2 separate regions of the Bos taurus genome follow, and region 1 is linked to region 2. A link is a contact called in public Hi-C data. All regions are on one chromosome and are shown on one strand. The core of a region is the stretch at or near the end of the contact, and the rest is flanking DNA. Distances in the headings are between cores, read along the strand shown. Region 1 has its middle 80 kb from the start of TRNAE-UUC. Region 2 has its middle 13 kb from the start of TRNAG-CCC.

Region 1 (4,911 bases), core at 2,410-4,909, 120 kb after region 2:
TGTCCCCTAGTTGGGTGGTGGAGGCTCTCTGTTAGGATTCGGAGCTGGTGACTTTGTTCCAGTAGCCTTGCTAGGTCTGAGAGATGAAAGACGAGAGAGCTGGGTGCTCAAGGCTGCCTGCCTCCTTACTGTGGGTTTCTGCCTCCCACTCCTGCTGACTTGGCTGATGTTTTAAGAGCTTTCCAGATGTCCAGTGCTGGGACGATGGGGTGCTGGGAGCAGGCACCAGGAGAGGCTTTGAGATGACATTGGCCTGCTGATGTGAGGAGGGCCGGCCCTCCAGATGGAGACTGTGCTGGATGGATGGCACAGGTGAGACTGAGACACCTGGGCTCGCCTGATTCTCAGGCGTGGTACTTCATACAGCTGCAGTTCTGGGTAGAGACCTCACAGTCCGAGGGCCCTCCGGGTGTCGGGAGTGTCCTGGAAAGCCACCAGGGCTCAGCAGTCCTGAGTCCTCATGGGGTGGCTTCCTCCCCCGCGTGTGTCCATTTCTCCCGGTGCCTTTCTGAAAGCTGAGTTGATCAGAAGGAACCACAGAAATTCAGAAATTGCTCCCAAACTCTTCGCCTTGCCAGTGTGAGATTTAAAAACCTGTGTGGTTAGCACACTTTTAATTGTAAAGTGAGGATAAGTCCAAAATGAAAGCTCCAGAGGTTTAAAAGGAAGCAGCAGCTTTTGTCATGGGGACCTGCTGTAGGTGAAAGATGAGATGTGGTGCTTCTCTTTAGAGTAGGAGGAAATTGAAGTCATGTAGTATAGTATGTTCCATAATGATAACAGTTGCTGATATGGACTGTTCATTCACTGGACAATTACTGTTTTCATTCCTATTTGGTTGAGAGTGTAGACGCCGGAGCCAGACCACCTGGGTCTGAGTTGCAATTTGCTTAATCTGTCTGTGCCTCTTCCTCATCTGGATAATGGGGTTAATAATACACCTGCCTTATAGGACGGTTGGGGGGAGGCAGAATGTTGTGTAAAGCACCAAGAACCGTGCCGCACACCTTGTAATGCTCAGGAAATGTTAGTTGTTTTTATTGTTGTGGTTTCTCCTTGTTAACATGGACTGGGTAATAGCTAGGGGGGCAGGGGGTGAGAGCCATCACTGCAGCACTCTGAAAGCTCAGTCCTCCTCCCCAAGTCTGGGCATACTCTGTACATGAGCTTGCTCACTTCTACACTGGGCCTTGCCAATGTTCTTTTCTTCTGAGTTCATTGCATGTATGCATGCTCAGTCGCTCAGTCATGTCCGACTCTTTGTGACCCCATGGGTTGTAGCCATCCAGGCTCCTCTGTCCATGGGGTTTCCCAGGCAAGAATACTGGAGTGGGTTGCCATTTCCTCCTCCAGGGGATCTTCCGAACCTAGAAACTGAACCTGTGTCACCAGCATTGGCAGGCGGATTCTTTGCCACTGAGCCACCTGGGAAGCTCTGAGTCAGTCGCCCCTCTTCAATCTTGGGTTCCTAGACTATGGTTGGACCCAAGAATGCAGTAGAGCCCAGTACTTTGGCCTCTAAATACCACCCTCAGGCTCCCCAGGTTCTAAGTTTCCTCTGCTTCTTATCGCAGTGGAGTCGGGACAAGGGAGAGTACGGATGGACCTTCATTTGTTTTCCTGGTCTCTGGCTCTTAAGTATTCTGTTGTCAAAATGGCATAGACCCTGGGGCCTGGATTTAGATTCTGCTTCGCTGCTGCTTTGTGTGTGAAGTCCTGAACCTGCTTTACCTGTTTTCCATTTTCAAGTGGAGATAATAACAATCCATCTAAGTGTTTTTCCTGGATCAGAGGATGGTATGCTGCAATTTAATTAGCTATTTAGGACATTAATGTGCCAACTGTTACAGAAGGGGACATCGTGACCTCGGAAGATCATGTCAGTTCTGAGCATCAAAGACTGAAATGGAAGAATACGAATCCCAGGATCTACCCCGTGAAAATACTTATTTTAAGATGCCACCGTAAGCTTGTCTGGTTGATCTTTGAGGCTTTTTATTGAAAAAGAAAAAAGCGATATGAAATTCAGGTTGAGATTTCCAGCTATGGTGGCTTCTGCTAAATGGAGGATTTTATTGTGCATTTATAAGTATACCTAGGGCAGAAAGGGGCTGGGGTCTTTGAGATGCTCAGTTTACACAGAATGGTCAGGACTTTCAACACTGGACTCCGAGGTGGAAGGTTGGGACTCGGTGTCTCCTTACCTGTTTGGCTCAGGGCAGTGCACTGCCCAGCTCTGATCCTCAGAGTTCTCATCTCTGAGACACTGCTTATGGCACGCTCTGGCCCCATGGCAGAAGCTTTCCGAACTTCTGAATTGGACAGAGGGAGGTGGTTGGCAGGGTTATTTCTTGGTCCTTGGGCATGTGTTTGGGGGGTGTGTTAGGGGCCACAAGAGCTGCTACATTTCTGATCGTTTGTCTCACCACAGGGCATTTCATGGGCAACAGCACAGTTTTCCGTGTTCTGTGGTGGGAAGGCTGTGAAGTAGAACATTCCCCCGTTGGATGACCCATCAACAAATAACCTTCCTGTGCTTCAGTCCCGGTTGGGGAGCAGTTAGGGGAGCCAAGTCCCCTATGGGGCTGCCTGGGCACCAGAGCGAGAGGTGTCCAAGGGGTTTCCAGGGCCCCAACAATGGGCCAATAAGCAACCTCTTGGCCCCCGGGCCAGCTGGTGCCCCCATGTGGCTGGGACTGTGTCAGACAAGTTGGCGGGTGGAGCACTTTGGGCAGCAGAGGCTCCAGTGGCCTTTGTCAGCAGAGCTTGGGGAAGACACGAAGGTGAAGCTAATTCTGCTCTGTGGTCCTGGGTCCCAGGTAGAGTAATTCAGCTCAATGCTCTGTCTTTGACCTGGACATTTGTGAAGTTTTAGGGAGGCATGTGGTAGAGTCAGTCATAAAGTAAGGTGGAGGGTGGTGGTGGGTGGTGGTGGTGGGGTGGTGGGGCAGAGATGCAGGATGCCTGCAGACTCATCTCTGAGATAGCAGCAAAGCCCTTTCTCTTTCTCTGAGCTGTTTCCTCCCTCCAGGTCTGTTTATTTCTCATTTTTTATGCAGAGTCAGCCTCCTTCCCTGTGGAACCTTCTGTAAAGAATTCAGGAGGCCAGGATCCCCTACTCTCAGCAGTGCTGCCGCCCCATGCTGGCCACCCTGCTAGTCTCTGCCCCGTGTCCAGTCCCTGTGGGCACTGGGTGGCCCTTCCCACCCACCTCTGTAGGTCTGATTGGGCTGCCATAACAAAACACCACAGACTGGGTGACTTCAGCAGTAGAAATTAATTTTATCATGGTTCTGGAGGTCAGAATCCAAGATGAAGGTGTCGGCAGTTTTGGCTTCTCCTGAGGCCTCTCTCTTTGGCTTGCAGATGGCCACCTTCTCACTATTCCCATGTGGCTTTTCCTCAATATAGTCCTGGTGTCCCTGTGTCCACATTTCCTCTTCTAAGGACACCAGTCAGATTGGCCCAGGACCCACTCTAAAGGTCTCATTTTAACTTAATCTCCTCTTTAAAATTCTTGTCTCCGAACACAGTCCTATTTTGAGGTTCAGGGGTTAGGGTTTCAGCATGTGAATTTTGAGGAAACACAGTTCAGCCTGTAGCATACCTTCCGTTCCTGGCTCACTCCCTCTAGATCGTGGTCGCCAGCGCCCCCTCTGGCAGTCCTCAGCTGTCGTGAGAGGAATCCAGGAAGAAAATGCCAGCCCTTGGCTGGGCTGAGGGGGTGGAGGCGGGATCCAGCTGGTGGTGGTGTCTGCCTGATGCCTGCCCTTCTCCAGGTGCCCTCTTTCTCTTCGGAAGACCCACCTTCACCTCATGTTGTCTCAGACCACGTCCTCCGCTATCCCCTCACTCTAGAAGTTCCTCCTTGGGAGTCCACTTTCCATCTTAGGAGCCAGGATTCTCTGGGTCTCCCTCAGTGGGAAAACTTGGCTACATCCTGGGCTTGTCTCACCCCCACCTCTCTTGGCATCCTGCATTCCGTGTATCAGTAAACAGTTCCTTACACAGTACTTTCTAGTTTACAAAAGCCCTCACCTAAGACTTCTCATTTTCCACCTCCACCAGGCCTCTAGCTTCTTCTAGTAAAACGTCTCTCGGATTTGCCCCCTTTGATCCCAAGGTCATCGTCCTCTGGTCCTCCTCCTACCTTTCTGTGGGACTAATCTTGCAAGTGTCTCTTACCCAGAAGCTTTCAGGGTTTCTTGTTGCTCTCTTCATGCTGATGCCCTTGCACCCAGACCCCATGTTTTTCCAGGTTCTGCCTCTGATATTCTGCCTCAGAAACCTTACGTCCCTGCCGTTGCCTCTCCACCTTTGTTAATGCTCTTCCTTTCCACTGTCTGCAGTGCCTTCTCCTCTCCTTCCCGCACTGAGAAAATCCGGCCCCAGGTCTCCAGCCATCTTTCTCTCCTATTCCTCAGCTCTGCAGGGAAAGCCAGAGAGGAATAGAATCCGTGGATCTTTCCTCACCCCCTGGACTGAGTGCTTGGGCAAAGCAGAGTGGGTTGGACCCTCTGATCATTTCTCAGCCTCTGACCCCAGGCTGACTGGCAAGGCTGGGATTTGTCACTCTCTCTTTGGGTTGTCAGAGTGTGTGTGTGTGTGTTTTGTGTGTGTGTGTGTGTATTGCTGCCTGCTCCCAAACTCCTTAAATCTGTCTCTAACCCTGACACCTACCCCTGAGGGAAGAGAGCTCAGGAGTCAATATTTTAAAAATCTGTCCATGAGATTCTGACACCCAATGGGGGCTAAGAACCAGCCCTATCATTTACTGGCTGCTCACGCTTCCCAGGGGAGGAAGGAATATTTATGGATTGATTGGTGCTAACTGGTTCACACAGACTCTCAATCCTTAAAACTGTAACCAGGAAGGGTTAATTTTGAATTTACATTGGATCTGCTTCTGTG
Region 2 (4,878 bases), core at 371-2,870:
TCCATAGGATTCACCAGGCAAGAATAGTGGAGTGGGTTGCCACTTCCTTCTCCAGGGGATCTTCCTGATCCAGGGATGGAACTCATGTCTCCTGCACTGGCAGACAGATTCCTTACCACTAATGCCACCTGGGAAGCCCCAAGGATATTCTTACATGTGTTTGTATACTAGTTTGATAAAGATTGGTCTTCCCTGGTGACTCAAGTGGTAAAGTGTCTGCCTGCAATGCAGGAGACCTGGGTTCAATCCCTGGGTTGGGAAGATTCCTTGGAAAAGGAAATGGCAACCCATTCCAGTACTCTTGCCTGGAAAATTCCATGGATGGAGGAGCCTGGTGGGCTACAGTCCATGGGGTCGCAGAGTCGGATACGACCGAGCAACTTCACTTTCTTTCACTTCTTTCTTTGATCAAGATTATAGTGGGGTTGGGACTTCCCTAGTGGTCTAGTGGCTAAGACTCTGTGCTCCCAAGGCAGAGGGCCAGGGATGGATCCCTGATCAGGGGACTAGATCCCACACGCCACAACTGAAGATCCCATGTGCTGCAACAAAGAGACCCAGTGCAGCCAGCGACTAACACACACACACATAAAGATTATAGTGGGACAAACATCCCTTGGTACCAATCATGTTCTGGGTGACAGATGTATTGGTAAGCAACACTGATGAGAAGCAAACTGTGATGGATTTAGCATACATCAATGGCACCCCACTCCAATACTCTTGCCTGGAAAACCCCATGGATGGAGAAGCCTGGTAGGCTGCAGTCCATGGGGTCGCTAAGAGTCGGACACGACTGAGTGACTTCACTTTCACTTTTTCACTTGCATGCATTGGAGAAGGAAATGGCAACGCACTCCAGTGTTCTTGCCTGGGAAATCCCATGGACAGAGGAGTTTGGTGAGCTACAGTCCATGGAGTTGCAGAGAGTCAGACACGACTGAGCATGCATGCACACACAGGGAGGAAGTGGCAGGACCTTCCGTTTCTCTAAAAACCCTGACTAGAGAACTCTGACTAATTTCTCTCCCATCGTATTCAAATCTTACTCAGTTTCCACCAGTAGAGTTTTGGCGTGTTCTGTACATTTCTTGCTTGACTTTTTTCCTAAGCGCGTTTTGTTCTGCTTTGCTGCTGAACAAAAACCTCATATTAGTGGCTCTGCCTATTTTGCTATCTGATGTATTCTGTGGATCAGGAAAATTTTTTTATTGTGGTAAAGTGTATATGATGTAAAATTTCCCATTTTAACCCTTTTCAAGTATAAAATTGAGTGGTATTAACTGCGTTCAAAGTATTTTGTAAAAATCACCACTATCTATACCCAAAACTTTTTCATCATCCCCAACAAAAACTCTGTACCCATCAACAATAACTCCACACTCCTCCCGTCCCTTGATGGTTCAGCAGGTAAAGAATCCACCTGCCATGCAGGAGACACAGGAGACGTAGTTTCGATCCTTGGGTCCGGAAGATCCCCTGGAGTAGGAAATGGTGACCCACTCCAGTATTCTTGTCTGAAAAATCCCATGGACAGAGGAGCCTGAAGGGCTATAGTCCACGGGGTTGCAAAAGAGTCAGACACATCCGAGTGACTAAGCACACACTATTAGTTACCTCACTTCCCCCAGCCCCTGGTAACCGCTGTTCTGTTTCCTGTTTTCTCTATGAATTTGCCTATTCTAGGTCCCTCATACAAGTGGAACCATACAATATTTGTCCTTCTGTGTCTGGCTTATTTCACTAAGCATAATGGTTTCAAGATTCATCCATGTTGAGGTAGGTATCAAAATTTCATTCCCTTTCATGGCTGAATAAATATTCTAATATTTGTATATATCATATTTTATTTATCCATTCATCTGTTGTTGGAGTTTAGGGTTGTTTCTCCCTTTTGGTCACTGTGATCAATGCTCCCATGATCACGAGTGTGCAAACATCAAGTTCTGCCTTCAGTTCTTTGGGATATGTATGTAAGAGTGGAATTGTTGCTGTTTATTCACTCAGTTGTGTCTGACTCTTTTGTGACCCCATGGACTGTAGCCTACCAGGCTCCTCTGTCCATGGAATTCTCCAGTAAAAATACTGGAGTGGGTTGCCATTTCCACCTCCTGGAGTGGGTTGCCATTCCTTCTCCAGGAGAAGAGTGGAGTTGCTGGGTCTTATGACTGTTCTATGTTTAACTTGGAGAAATCACCAAGCTGTTTTCCTTGGTGGCTGCACCATTTTGCATTCTGAGGGCCAAGAGTTTGAGCCACTTCAACTGGGCAATGCTGCTCTTTGTCACGTCAGTTGAGGTCACTTCTTGGTACTCAGGTAGCAAACGGGGTGGTCTAGAAGCTCCAAGGTGGTATCATCACACATCTGCTCCCTTGATGGTATTGTGGGAAGGCTGGGCTCAACTGGGACTGTGGGGGGCTGTAAACTGGAGTGCTGAGAGCGGCCCCTCCAACCTGGTGGCCACAGAGGATAAGACTTGTTACCTGGCATATGGATGGGAGCAGGCATCCCAGGGGAATGAGGCATGCCCTTTTCTGGCTTAGCCTTTGAAGTCAGCTGAATTCTATTGATTCCCAGCAAGTCACAAGGCCAGACTGGGTTTAAGAGCTGGGGACTTGAACTCTATCCCTTATGGGGCAGTGGCCAGGACATACTGAGGAAGAGCATGTGGAATGGGATTTACTGTTGCTGAGAATTTAAAAAATACAGTCTACCAGGGTTTATTGAAAATATAGTCTGCTAGGTTTTCTTTTTACTTTATGAATGGCATTTGTCTGTATATATTCTAACTAATTATTGCTGCGATTGATTTATGTTCACTTTGTGGTCTAAATAACCTCACCAGGTTCTCTGAATAATTCTAACATTTATTTACCAAAACTTACTTTGGATAAATATATTATTTGCAATTATGACATTTCTCTTTTTTATTTTTCATAATAAATTCTTCCTATTTCTTTTTATTAGCTTAAGGTGATAGTTAAGACCTCCAGAATGATGTTGAAACACAGTGGGGCTAATTCACAACCTTATCTCTTTCCTGATTTTAAAGGGAACCATTCTGATGTTTCACCATTAGATAAGATGTTGGCTGTTAATATGAGCCAGATATTTTTAATCCTTTTAAGAAAGAACTCATCTATTATTAGTTTACCAAGAACTTAAAAAAGATTAGATATAGCTCTTGAAATTAAAAACAACAAACTTTGAGGCTCATATCAAGGTAAACATATTTTTTCCTTTACCAATGAATGTACTGAATGATGACAATAGACTTCCTGATATTGAAATATCCTTGCATTCTTATAGTAAACTTTAATTAGCAGCATTGTCGTAGTATTATTTTGATGTATTTCCTGGTTAATTTTGCTAGTATTTTTATTTAGAATTTTTCAATAATATTCATAGTAGCTTTTGTTTATAGGATCATTTTGGCTGTGTAAAATGTTTGGGTAGACATATGTTTTTTTTCTAGCTACTGACACACATTTTGAGGTATTGAAGTTACTGCTTTATTGCAGCTTTGAAAGAAGTCATCTGTGAAACCATCTGGACCTGGCACTCTTCTAAGTGGTAACAGTGTGTGTGTGTGTGTGTGTGTGTGTGATGTTATTCAGTGCATAAAAGTTTGCAAAGGTTTTTATGATAGTGGCAATATTAGACAACACTCTTTAAATGTTTACTATCTTCTGGTTTGAATTTTACTTTGTTTGTTAACACGCTGTTTTGAAAACTGTTGCTGATGTGCTTTTCCTGAAGAAAAAAAAAAAAATTGGTTTTGACCCAATCTAAGTTAGAAGGATTTAAGAAATGAATTTATATTTATGGTTAGAAAAATTCCCTAGTCTTATTTCCATCTTTTTTTGGTGGAGGGATGGAGTGCTGCACAGCTTGTAAGATCTCAGTTCCCCAGCCAGGGATTGAACCTGGACCATGACAGTGAAAGCCCAGAATCCTAACCACTTGGCCACCAGGATACTCCCTTATTTCTGTCATCTTGAATTATGCTTTATTTTAAAAAAGACGGTTCCTTGTTTAGTACTTTGTTTATTATCTTAAGTGACTTGCATGTTCTTTGGTTTTTGTATTGCATAGAATTAGGCTCATATAACACCTTCATATAACAGAAAATCCCCCAAACCCAATGACATAAAATATCATAGAAGCTTTTTCCTCTCCCTCAAAAGAAGCCTGAAAAGTAGGCAACTCAGGCCTGGAGGCTAGGAGATCCCAGGCTCAGAACAGAGGCTCTTCCCAGATTTCTGCTTCATAAATTAATTTAATGAATGGTCTAGTGGTTTTCCCTACTTCCTTAAATTTAAGTCTGAATTTGGCAATAAGGAGTTCATGATATGAGCCATAGTCAGCTCCCGGTCTTGTTTTTGCTGACTGTATAGAGTTTCTCCATCTTTGGCTGCAAAGAATATAATCAATCTGATTTCGGTGTTGACCATCTGGTGATGTCCATGTGTAGAGTCTTCTCTTGTGTTGTTGGAAGAGGGTGTTTGCTACGACCAGTGTGTTCTCTTGGCAAAACTCTATTAGCCTCTGCCCTGCTTCATTCTGTATTCCAAGGCCAAATTTGCCTGTTACTCCAGGTGTTTCTTGACTTCCTACTTTTCAAATCCTGAAAGATGATGCTGTGAAAGTGCTGCCCTCAATATGCCAGCAAATTTGGAAAACTCAGCAGTGGCCACAGGACTGGAACAGGTCAGTTTTCATTCCAATCCCAAAGAAAGGCAATGCCAAAGAATGCTCAAACTACTGCACAATTGCACTCATCTCACATGCTAGTAAAGTAATGCTCAAAATTCTCCAAGCCAGGCTTCAGCAATATGTGAACTGTGAACTTCCAGATGTTCAAGCTGGTTTTAGAAA

Evidence for each region. Hi-C and Micro-C count contacts between places; a contact is called where the count stands out from the background.
Region 1: a Hi-C map of blood shows a contact between it and region 2, with 4 times the contacts expected there. The contact joins two enhancer-like sites. A contact is called at or near these places in 6 of 11 Hi-C or Micro-C datasets (blastocyst, blood, liver and 3 more).

Annotation. Positions count from the first base shown.
Region 1 is chr11:50,192,257-50,197,167 of ARS-UCD2.0, forward strand. No RefSeq gene overlaps it. Among named protein-coding and RNA genes, the nearest start is that of TRNAE-UUC, 80 kb to the right of the region's middle. Within about 2 kb of position 3,660, at least 18 of the 102 cell types and tissues checked have an H3K27ac peak or open chromatin away from gene starts, as enhancers often do. A contact at or near this core is called in blood, where this site is marked.
Region 2 is chr11:50,074,096-50,078,973 of ARS-UCD2.0, forward strand. No RefSeq gene overlaps it. Among named protein-coding and RNA genes, the nearest start is that of TRNAG-CCC, 13 kb to the right of the region's middle. Within about 2 kb of position 1,621, at least 11 of the 102 cell types and tissues checked have an H3K27ac peak or open chromatin away from gene starts, as enhancers often do. A contact at or near this core is called in blood, where this site is marked.